Linked DNA regions of Mus musculus: all the other regions are linked to region 3. Evidence: chromatin contacts called from public promoter capture Hi-C data. All regions are on one chromosome and are shown on one strand. Each heading gives the region's core, a stretch centred on a gene start, on an enhancer-like site or on the middle of the called end of the contact. The rest is flanking DNA. Distances are from core to core; before and after follow the strand shown. Region 1 holds the start of Zbtb45 (zinc finger and BTB domain containing 45). Region 2 holds the start of Zswim9 (zinc finger SWIM-type containing 9). Region 3 holds the start of Nop53 (NOP53 ribosome biogenesis factor).

Region 1 (3,454 bases), core at 435-2,934, 2.9 Mb before region 3:
GCCAGCGGCCAGCACACAGCGGTGAGCACGCAGAGAAGCCTCACGGATGCGCACGGTCACATCACAGAAGTGACCGCCTAGCCTCTGCCCATTGAGGGTCTCCAGTAGTGAGCGCGAAAAGTTCTGTAGGTGGATGTGGTGCACTGCCTCTGTGGCTGCCATCTGCAAGAGGAGGAGACAATGCGGATGGCTGTTTTCTTTTCTAGTCTACCCTAGTCAGATTTCCATATCCTAGTACCACGAAGGCCCCAAGCAGATCTATGACTACCTCAAGAACCAGGTCCCATTAACTACTGTTATGTGGAGGTTTTCAGAAGGGTGGGGAGGCAACTTGCCTCCTGGCCGAATCATTTAGGAACACCCCTTGAGGCTGAGGATTTGTGCCTGCCATACCCAAGGGAAGCAAATAAACAGTACATATAACAAGGCCTTTGCAACCTTGTTTCTTCTTTGCATCACCTGAGAGGTGCTAACTTTGGGCTTTGAAAATGCACCAGTGATGTGAAAGGCCAGCAAGCTGAAATTCAGTGTTGTTTAGCAATCCCCATAGTTCTTATGAACCCGAGACTATCATCCTGGCACTAATCATACTGAGGGAAGACAGATTCTTCCATCACACACACACACACACACACACACACACACACACACGCACACGCACACACACACACACACACACACACACACACACGCCCTCCGCAAAGGAGCTGGGAATCAGAATTGTCAGTTAACCCATCAAGCAAATATCTCCAGGTCTCTGGGCCTGTTTCCTTATTCAGCAAACAAGGGTGTTTCCCTTGGATCAGATTGCATACACTGCTCTAAGGGAAGAGAATCAAGATTCAGGATTCGCCCTGACCACCAGCCTGTCTCTCTAGGACAGACCCAGAGCAGGGCCCCATTTAATCCTGCCCCTTACAAAAGGACTACTGAGATCTCAGACTCAACGATTCTAGATCCTTAACACAAAAACACCCTTCCCTTTCTCTCGGAGTATTGCACACATTGTGTCAGTTACCACTGGCCTGGCCTACTGGAAGTCGCCATGCAGGGTCCCTTCCACACTCCCACCTCCAGGCCTTTCCCTCACGTGGCCGCCAGAGGGAGCCTGCGAACCGGGTTTATCTGGGACCTCTATGATGATGAATTAATTCTTCAAACCCACCAAGGCTTTGAACCTGTCTCTGCCAAGCGGCCTCCTTTTTCAAATAATATGCCAACCCATAACTCTTCCTCAACCCCATCCATACCCTACTTCTCGAACGCCCGGACTCCTCAGATGCAGCAGAACCTTCCTGAATGCCTCAGAACAAAGGCACACTCTCCCACATCTCCTACAGCATTCTCGCTACAACTCCCTCACCCATGCCATGCACCTTGTTCCATCAGCCTGTCTCACTCCCACCCTATCTATGCCAGAGTCCCCTTCAGGCCCGCTACATCTACCCCCAGTTTCCCGCCTCCGCACCCTGCCCCGATCCTGCAGCGCCCTCTTGTGTTCGCAACGTGCACACCGATCCTCACGCAGGCGTGCCGCTCCTGGCACGCCCCAGCCTTCTCTGGGACTCTGAGGCAGGGGGATGCCCGCTCGACCCCACCTCCGACTCCTCAGGCAGCAGGTCCTGCAGGTCCTCCTGCTTGTCAACTTGAAGGCCGCACTTCCGGGCGCTGAAGCGGAACAGATAGCCTCGGCACAGGCGGAACGATAGTCGGGAGCACGTTTCCGGTGTTCCTCTTTAGACTAGGCAGTCGTTGAGCAGAACTTCCGGTCTGGTCCGCGCCACAACCAAAATCGCAGAAGCTGGGGACCGAAGAGCTGGGGATCAGTAGGCAGAAGGAGCAGGAGTCCGTCGTCTCCAGGCTGATCCGAGCGAGCTGTCAATCACTCCTCGGGCCACGCCCTCAGTACTCTCAGCGGGTCTGGAGAGGGCGCTGGATGGAATCCAGAGGCTTTTTTTTTTTCTCCCAGGTGGCTTTTCTCTTACACGGGAAAAGTTTCTCTCTCTCTCTCTCTCTCTCTCTCTCTCGATTTATTTATTTTCTATTTATTTTATGCGAGTACATTATTAACTCTCTTCAGACACACCAGAAGAGGGCATCAGCTCCCATTACCGATGGCAGTGAACCGCTGAGCCATCTCTTCAGCCCCGAGAAGTTTCTCTTGAGTCACTTCTGCTCGCACCCCAGATGAAGAAGCTTTGCAGAGCTTCCCTGCAGTCATCTAAAGAACACAGGCCCACCTTCCCAAGGAAGCCTCCTCATTCGGTGCTCCCACCTCACCCCACCCAGACTCTCGGGAATTCGCTGCTCTATAAATGAATGGTTGAAGAACCCCAGCTTGGCCACAGATCAGAATAGAATGTAGGACACGAAGTGGGCTCGGAAGTAGTCAGATACCAAGGAGCAGGGACTAAGTGCGTAGAGGGAGAGAACAGCCAGAGAGTTGTCCAAGCGGGGCTCCTACGTGGTCCTTTTGTTGTCCAAGACACCCATGAACCAAACCTCTCAAGTGGTGGGTTGGCCTTCCCTTCCCCTCTGTTCTTGGGGCAATCAATCAACCACTATGTAAGGCAAAAGAGAGGCATAGAGCTCTGGGCCTCCGTGTGAATGGTACTGAGGAATCTAGTGGGTGGTGCCGCATGAGGAAGATGTCAGGATGTTTTGTTCCCCATCCTGGACCCATGCTGGGTAGCTGTGTTGTATGTGTGTTTGAAAGTCTGGGGAAGCCAGGCGGTGGTGGCGTATGCCTATAATCCCAGCACTTGGGAGGCAAAGGCAGGAGGATCTCTGAGTTCGAGGCCAGCCTGGTCTACAAAGTGAGAGTTCCAGGATAGCCAAGACTATACAGAGAAACCCTGTCTCGAAAAACCAAAAAAAAAAAAAAAAAACAAAAAAAAAAACCTCAGAGGTTGAGGCAGGAGCGTCAGAAGTTCAAGGTCACCCCCCAGATATCAGAGTTGAGCCCAATCTGGGTTACATAGGATGCTATAGGAGGGGGGGGACCCTCAAAATTTAACAGCTAGGAATGCTTGTAATCCTATTACTTGAGAGGGAGAAGCTGGACGAATGGGAGTTTAAGACAGCCTCAACCATAAGAACCTGCTTAGCAAAACAAAACAAAAACAATAAAAAACACCCAAGTAAATGAGCTGGGACAATTGCTTGCATGCATGAGATCCTGGGTTGAAATAATTAATAGCAGGCTAGAGAGATGGCTCAGCAGTTAAGAGCACTGACTGCTCTTCCAGAGGTCCTGAGTTCAACTCCCAGCAACCACATGGTGGCTCACAACCATCTGTAATGGGGTCTGATGCCTTCTTCTGGTGTGTCTGAAGACAGCTACTGTATACTCATATATACATTAAGGAAATAAATCTTTTTAAAAAGAGAGAGACAGAGGGGAAGGAAGGAAGGAAGGAAGGAAGGAAGGAAGGATGGATTAACAGCAAAATGA
Region 2 (3,656 bases), core at 558-3,057, 2.7 Mb before region 3:
TCTACTAAACCCTGTATATCAAGTCTGGGTTGTTTTGTATTGAGTCTTATTTATTTCCTGGCTCAGACTCCATCTCAGTAAGTATCCTTCCTTGAATCTGTCCTGCCTGGCTTTTCTGTACTTGGCAGAATCAGTGGGCTTCTCTCCCTGGTATTAAACCTGTGGGTTGGAAGCTGTTTGGCTCACCCCTTGCTCCCCTCCCCCTGTAGGGTCACAGCTCAGGCTCACGCACCACGCTGTGGACTTGTTGGGCATGCGCACATCCTTGCACACCAGCAGCACGTAGCTGTACTTGAGCACGTGGATAAGCCTGTAGAGTGGGGGCGTGTTGGCCCAGGGGCTTCGTGCCACACGTGTGGAGCTCTTCACCGAGAAGACTACCAGTCGCTGCTGGCACCACTTGTCGAAGAAGCGGCTGAACTCAGCCCAAGAGAAGAAAGTTCGATCCAACAATTCCTGTTCCTCCTTCTGCACGGCTGCGCTCGGTAAGGGCTCTGTCAGCTCCATCCTGGGACCTTGAGTAGAAGTGGGGAGAAGAGCTGGACATCAGACCCATCTCCACCTGGGTTACCACAATTTCATCATCAGACTGTCTTATCAGCTACTGCTGCCTCAGGTACGTCTCAGACAAATCAAAGTGGTTTCATTGTTTGCTTTCCAGATAGGAATCTCCATCCCATTTTTGTGGTTCACCTGTTGCCTTCCCAGATTCAGTTGGCATTTAATCAATTTCAATCCTAGTTCCAGTTGCCTTAGATGTGACCTCTAGGTACAAATGGAATCAGTTCTACATATCTTGCCTTTAGCTCAGCTGTGAGCATCTTTGCAAATGTATTCCCAGCTTCTTGCTAAGATTTCTCCTTCTTCCAGATGTGAGTCCTATGCCTGGTGATAATATCTAGTAGTCCCATTCATCTGTAGCTCCCTTTCCCACAAGTCTACATTTGAGTGTAACTCATATCTACTCTCATAGCTAAGGCATGAATCTCTCATCCCAGTCATAATCCTCATACACCTTTCTTCTCCCTAGGTGTATCAAATGTGCAGCTGTTGCCCCTCAGATATGACTGCCTTGAACTGCTACTTTGATCTGTGTTTTTTGCTTCCCAGAGATGCTCTTATCTCCAGATGTGCTGCCCATGTCCAGTCAGGGATCATTCGCCTACAGGGGTGTGGCCCACTTGTGGCAAATTCAACTCAGAAGTGTCACCAATAGTCATCTTTGGTCCATACTCCTAAGACTTATTCTCCTCCTGGGCCAAGTTGCAGTCCCCTCTTCCCAGAAATTGCTACTATTCTCAATGTGTATCTTCGTTTTGGACACGGCGCCTTGTCCTCAGATGGGCTTCTTCACTACTAATGCTCCCCCGGGCCCCCACGTCCCGCTGAGCCTCTTGTCCCTTGCACAGCCCCTTTTATCCAGTTCCCACCTCTCGAGACTCTCTCAACCTGTCTCTCCGCTGCTCCTCCCGGCCTGACCATCCCACATAGCGGTGCTTCTCCACTCCTAAAGCTGTGCACCCTTCCGGCCCCCTCCCCCTCAACTCACCTACCCAACCCAAAGCGGCGTCCACCTCCCACAATGCCTCGCGCCCAAGCCCAGCCCGGCCCTTGCTCCCGGGATGCCCCGCGCGGTATCCCGCCTTTCTTCCCCTAGTGCCTGGCAAGGTGGCTTTCCACCAACCCTTCTCTTCTCCCCGACTGTCACCCTTACGACCTCGCAGGCTCACCGGCTCATCCACAGGGAGGACAGGCTTGGGGCCGCTTCCCAGCATGCTGTGCGGGACAGCGCCCCTCCCTCTCCCCACTCTGTCCCATTTCTAGGCTGCCTCACGCTCTAGAGACTACAACTCCCAGCAGCCTCCGGGCGATAGTTGCGGCACGCGCTACTCGCAGGCCCCCGCCCTTGCTCGTCTCCGCCCCCTCCCGCCAAAGTGCGCGCGAAATCTGTGTGGCGCGAATTTGGGGATTTCGGGTTTGCGTCTCTGAGCGAGCGAGCGAGCGAGTGAGCGAGTGTGGCGGCGTCCGGCAAAGTGATTTGGAGAGGCAAGTGGGGACGTGGGCACGGGCTTGGGGCTGGGGTCGGCGAGAGTGCCGAGCGCTTGTCGCCAGTGAGCTTTGCAGGTTCCGGGTGCGGCCAGCGGAACGGGAATGGGGACGTCGCGGCGACCGAGGGCGCAGGAGAGAGGGCAGCAAGGAGCCGTGTACAGGGAGAGCCACTGGCTGACTGGCTGACTGATTGACTGGTTGACCAAGGCCGCAGGAGTTTTGGTGTCTGCGGAGGACTGGTGGCGGCTTGGAAGGGCGTGACTAGGGAGAAAGCCTGGCGGTGGGCGTGGCCATCAGAATTAGTGGCGCCAAGAGAAGAGGGGCGGCCTGGGGCCGGAAAGGAAGGCTTGAGTGTGGTGTTTCACCCTGGACGCCTGCTATCAATCGGTGTGGGATGCTTGGTGTTATGGGACGCTTGTAATGAAAGCAAGGTGACGTCATTGGTCAGATAGTGGTCCGATTTGAAGACTAGAGAAGCTTGGCGCGATGAGTGTCAGGAGCCAGGGAAAAGGTGAGCTTGGCTGCCAGAAGGGGCACGGATGGGATAAGACTGGAGATCTGCAGACACTTAGGGGAGGGTCAGGTCTTGTTGCTTAGTGTATATGGAGTTGAAGAGGCAGAGAAACTTGAACAGGGAGGACAGAGGGAAGTTGTCAGGGTGAGGATGGACATTTGGAAAGGGAAGCTGGCCTTTGGCATTTGGCAGCCAAGGAAGGCTTCAGATATAGCTTAGTGGTACAGTGTTTTCCTAGCAGCAACAGACCCTGCCTGGGTTCTATCTTCAGTAATATAAAGGGGAAGGGGGCAGATAACGAAACTTAACTCTCAAAGAATAAAAATGTGAAAAAAAATAAATGTCAGTAAAATTTTCTCATTCTATGGAGAGCAGTCACCATTAAGATAGATCCACCTGTATCTATCCCATAATGCTGGGTTTACAGGCATGTACAACCATGCCTGCCTGACATTATTATTATTATTATTATTATAACATGGGTGCTGGAGATTCAAACTCATGTTCTCTCTCTCTTTTTAACAGCAGGCACTCTTACCCACTGAGCCGTCTCGGCAGTCCCTGAATACACTTGTTCTTTTATTTCCTTAAGAGTTGTGTTCCCCTTTCCCCCAAGTCTTAGTCTCTGGCACAGCCAATATCCTTAGCTGGTCTTTGGATTTCTTTTTCAGGTACAACTGATGAGAAAAAAAGAGCAAGAGAGGAAAGGAGAGACTTCTGCTGCCAACATGCAGAGAAGTATTATGTAAGGCCCCTGCCATGCTCAAGGCACTTTGTGTTGTGATGTTTCCTGGGAAAATGAGAGCTAACATTCACCCCAGATAAGGGCATTGATGACAAGCCAAAGAAATGATTCCACCAAAATTTAGCTTAGTAAAACAATTGAGTTATATGGTGTTACCTATAGGAAAGCTGATGCATCAGAGGCAACTACATCACTCCTAAGCTCACTTCAGCATGGGTGATGACTTCTGAAAGTTGCATCCCTGGAGCTATCTGCTCAACCTGCAGGCAATTCCACTGAAGAGACCCCTCACCCTCAGCAATTGCTGAACTACTTATGTAAACCTTGGGGAGGGGCTAGTGAGTCTTA
Region 3 (3,826 bases), core at 199-2,698:
TCCTGGAGCTCACTATGTAGACCAGGCTGGCCTGCAACTCAGAGAAATTAACGTTGTGGGTTATCATGCTTGCTATCATATTCTTTGGGGAAGGGGGACAAAAAAAAAAAAAGCTGAATGATACAGCTCAATAAAACCAAACAAAAATGAACAACAGGTCACCTTTCTTAATCATCTCAAGCTTGTTTCAAAGCCATTCAAAGTAATTCTTTATACTAAAGACTGCCCCTTCTAGTCTCCAGTGGTAAAGCATACCTTTATTTCCAGCACTCAGGAGGCAGAGGCAAGCAGATCTAAGTTTGAGGCCAATATGGTATACATGGTAAGACTGTGGTGATGAACCACACCCAGCACTGACTCGGGGAGGCAGGGACAGGTGGATTTCTGAGTTCAAGGCCAGCCTGGTCTACAGAGTGAGTTCCAGGACAGCCAGGGATACACAGAGAAACCCTGTCTCGATCCCCCCTCCCCTCCAAACTTGTGATCAAGACTGTTTCCAAAATGAGAGAGAGAGAAAGAGAGAGAGAGTGTGTGTGTGTGCTTTGCTTTAAATTATGTCATCAATGCAGATCTCACGGGTGCAAGACTCAGAGAACCACCAGCACACAACTTCATAAGAGCACTCCTCACCTTTTCTCTTGAATCCTGTGTCCACGAAGAAGAGCTTTTCGTTTGGGGCCTCTGCCAACAAGCCACTGAAGGATAAAAATGCAGACTATTTGCCAAAGTAATGCTGGAAAGATAACAGACCCTTAGGGGTCTAACTTTTTGGGCCCATCCCAACTCTTCCTCAAACCATGGGCTACACCTGGAGCTTTCACACAGAATTTAAAATGTACCACGATGGGGTGAACGTACTTTATTCTCTTTCACTTGAAATTCAAACTCTGTAGCAAAAGGTTTTAATGCCAGCACTCCGGCGGCAGAGGAAACTTGAGTTCGGAGCCAGGCTTGTCTACATACCGAGTGCCAGGTCGTCCTACATAGTGAGGCCCTGTTTCAAATTTTAAAAAAAACTAGGGGAAAACTTAAACTTTGTTGGGATTTTCGCACGCTTATTTGTTAAAGATACTATTGATAGGTCTCCCACACCGAGCCGGGATGCCCGGTCCGTCTAGCACCAGGTCGCAAAGCGCACGGCCACGCCACCGGAAGTCCCGCCCCACGTACCCGGTCGTGCGCTCCTGTAGCCGGACGTCTTCCAGGAACTGGTCGACCTCTAACCCCAGCGGCTCCTCGGCGAGCCTCCTCCAGCCGCGCTTCTTGTTTCTGGGGCCCCGCCGCCGCCGCCTCAGAGCGGGATCCACCGAGGTCGGCCGCAGCCCCAGGAAGCCAGAGTCCGCCTGGCTTCTCGAGCCGCGCTTCTCACCGTCCCTGTTACCACCCGCAGCCATCTTCTTAAAGGAAGAGCTTAGTCGCTCTAACTCCGATATCCGGTTTGGAACGTGCGCGTCTCGAGTGACGTAATATGACGCACTTCCTGTTTGCGACCATCTTGATAAAGCGTAGTTTTTACATAGAGAGTTTTACGTCTTGGCAAAAGGATAAATCATCACGTTCAGTCTCTTCTTATTTTAAAAATGTTCGAGCCGGGCGTGGTGACGCACGCCTTTAATCCCAGCACTCGGGAGGCAGAGGCAGGTGGATTTCTGAGTTCGAGGCCAGCCTGGTCTACAGACTGAGTTCCAGGACAGCCAGGGCTACACAGAGAAACCCTGTCTTGAAAAAACAAAACAACAACAACAAAAGGCAGGGTTTCTTTGTGTAGCCTAGCTGTCTGTTAACTCACTCTGTAGACCAGGCTGACCTCGAATTCAGAGATTCGACCTGCAATTTCGGGTTGGTAGGGAGTAGGCTATGTGGATTCTTGGTTCTCACTCTGAGTAATTTACCTTACCCGGTATCATAAAATTTTACTCAAACCATTTTGTTAGTTATACAAGTTTTTTGTTTGCTTGCTTGCTTGCTTGCTTTCTTGGTTTGGTTTTTCGGGAGAGGGTTTCTCTGTATAACCCTGGCTGTCCTGGAACTCACTCTGTAGACCAGTTTCATACGTGCCTTGCCATTTTTGCTTCCCTTTGCCTTCTCACTCCTACTGAACTACCCTTCTTTCCCCCAAATGCCCTCCTCCCTTGTGTCTTTGTAGTTTTGTGACGTACTGGATTTACTAGGATTTTTTGTACCAGCAATGAGTGAAGAGTTAGTTACTAGATCAGAGGCAACTGACCAGTGTGTATGCCATTGAAGGACACCCCTCCTTCCCAAATAGTAACTGCCAAGGGACGGAGTCCAGTCAAATTTTCTTTAACTCTTTTTATTAAAGAAGATGCTGGGTGTGGGGCTGCCAAGATACCTCAGTAGAGAAAGGCTGTTGCTGCCAAGCCTCAGATTAATCCTCATAACCCATATGTTGGAAAAAGCCAATACCTGCAAGCTGTTTGTTCTTGACCTTCACAAGGTATGCTGTGGTGGCATATATGCTTACACGCCGTTATGAAATATAATGTGGCAAGGGAGTATTTTTGGAGGGCCTGGCCAAGGTGTACCCCTGAGAAGTTACACCATAAAACAGACCTAGTGTAAAGGTTTATTGGGGGGAACGCAAGAGTACTGTGGGACTTGGTGAAGGGACAGAGGCAGACAAGTGGACAGATAGACAGGCAGACAGATGGGGGGCAGAATCATGAGGGCAGAGAGAGGGGACAGAGAAGGAGAGGGAACATTGGTGGTGGAGATCAGAGAGAGAGAGCTGGGGTGGCAGGTGGGTCCTTACATCTACTGGTACATCTGGCTGCCGTAGGTCATGATGTAAGCACTGGCTGGGTCCCTGAAAGCAGGCCAATGGAATTGCCTGTATAAAACACACACACACACACACACACACACACTCTAAAAGAAAAAAAAATAGCTGGGTAGTGCTGTTCATTTTTAACCTTACCTACCTACTCAAGAGGCACTGAGGCAGGAGGATGGCAAGTTCATAGGCCACCCTGGACAGCAGAATGAGTTTAGGGTAGAGAGACTGTCTCAAAATGAAAAACAAGGGTTGGGGAATGGCTCAGTGGGTAAGAGAGCTTTCTGGGCAAACAATAAAGACCTGAATTTAAGTTCCCAAAACTTAACAAAAAAAAGGCTGAGTAATTGGCCTGGAGAGATTATTCAGCGGTTAAACTTATCATTAAAAGCTGAGTATGTGGCCTGAAGAGATGTTAAAAGCACTGGCTGCTCTTCCAGAGGACCCTGTTTCAATCTCCAGACCCCATCACATCTGTGATCCACAGACCTGTGCATGCATGAACTCAGTTTTAAAGGTCCAAATCTAGAATATTGGTGCCTAGCATCCAAGTGCCAGCCAACTATCACTGCCTCCACACCCATCCCCCATCCCCAGGCCCCTGGAAAGTGGTAGTCATCCAAAGAGATCTACAAAGGGTTTTGTTTTCAGGTCATGCAAAAGGTGGGAAACTGAGCCCCGTGTAAGCAGGGCAAGTACTGTTAACTACAGCCCTAGCCACACCACACCTTTATCTTTCGATACAGGGTTTCTCGGTGTAGCCCTAGCTGTCCTGGAACTCACTCTGTAGACCAGGCTGCCCTCCAGTTCACAGATCCACCACCTGCCTCTGCCTCTGTTCTGGGATTAATGACTTGAGCACACACTGCTCCCCACCCCCGCCCCAGGCTCAGATTGGCATGCTGGAATTAAAATGGACTCCTAAAGGGGGAGGGGGTGGGGAGGCACGGGGAGGGAACATGTCTCCCCGGGGTCAAAGTAGAACTCAGCTCATCCCTGGGCAGGATATTGAGGTGATGGCCTGGCCTGAGT

What was found. Promoter capture Hi-C pulls out the DNA fragments that hold promoters and counts their contacts. Capture Hi-C pulls out chosen DNA fragments and counts their contacts.
Region 1: a contact with region 3 is called in a promoter capture Hi-C map of embryonic stem cells. The contact joins the promoter of Zbtb45 here to the promoter of Nop53 in region 3. A contact is called at or near these places in 7 of 39 promoter capture datasets (the C10 cell line, cranial neural crest, embryonic stem cells and 3 more), 1 of 484 Hi-C or Micro-C datasets (B cells), 3 of 115 datasets of contacts at active chromatin or transcription factors (all in embryonic stem cells) and 1 of 9 other capture datasets (liver).
Region 2: a contact with region 3 is called in a promoter capture Hi-C map of liver, with 3 times the contacts expected there. The contact joins the promoter of Zswim9 here to the promoter of Nop53 in region 3. A contact is called at or near these places in 3 of 39 promoter capture datasets (cranial neural crest, frontonasal cranial neural crest and hippocampal neurons), 2 of 115 datasets of contacts at active chromatin or transcription factors (astrocytes and embryonic forebrain) and 1 of 9 other capture datasets (liver).

Annotation. Positions count from the first base shown.
Region 1 is chr7:13,008,168-13,011,621 of GRCm38.p6, forward strand. It overlaps Zbtb45 (zinc finger and BTB domain containing 45), which reads right to left and starts at 1,685. Exons shown (of 3, transcript NM_001360833.1): 1 at 1,469-1,685; 2 at 1-162. The coding sequence starts at 162.
Region 2 is chr7:13,276,914-13,280,569 of GRCm38.p6, forward strand. It overlaps Zswim9 (zinc finger SWIM-type containing 9), which reads right to left and starts at 1,808. Exons shown (of 5, transcript NM_177312.4): 1 at 1,731-1,808; 2 at 233-515. The coding sequence starts at 507. Lig1 (ligase I, DNA, ATP-dependent) reads left to right here and starts at 1,913. Exons shown (of 29, transcript NM_010715.3): 1 at 1,913-2,046; 2 at 3,235-3,308. The coding sequence starts at 3,292.
Region 3 is chr7:15,944,660-15,948,485 of GRCm38.p6, forward strand. Nop53 (NOP53 ribosome biogenesis factor) reads right to left here and starts at 1,449. Exons shown (of 13, transcript NM_133831.3): 1 at 1,171-1,449; 2 at 631-695. The coding sequence starts at 1,394. It overlaps Gm24576 (a long non-coding RNA gene), which reads left to right and starts at 1,434. Exons shown (of 2, transcript XR_391165.4): 1 at 1,434-1,641; 2 at 1,802-3,131. It also overlaps a transcript of Ehd2 not described here.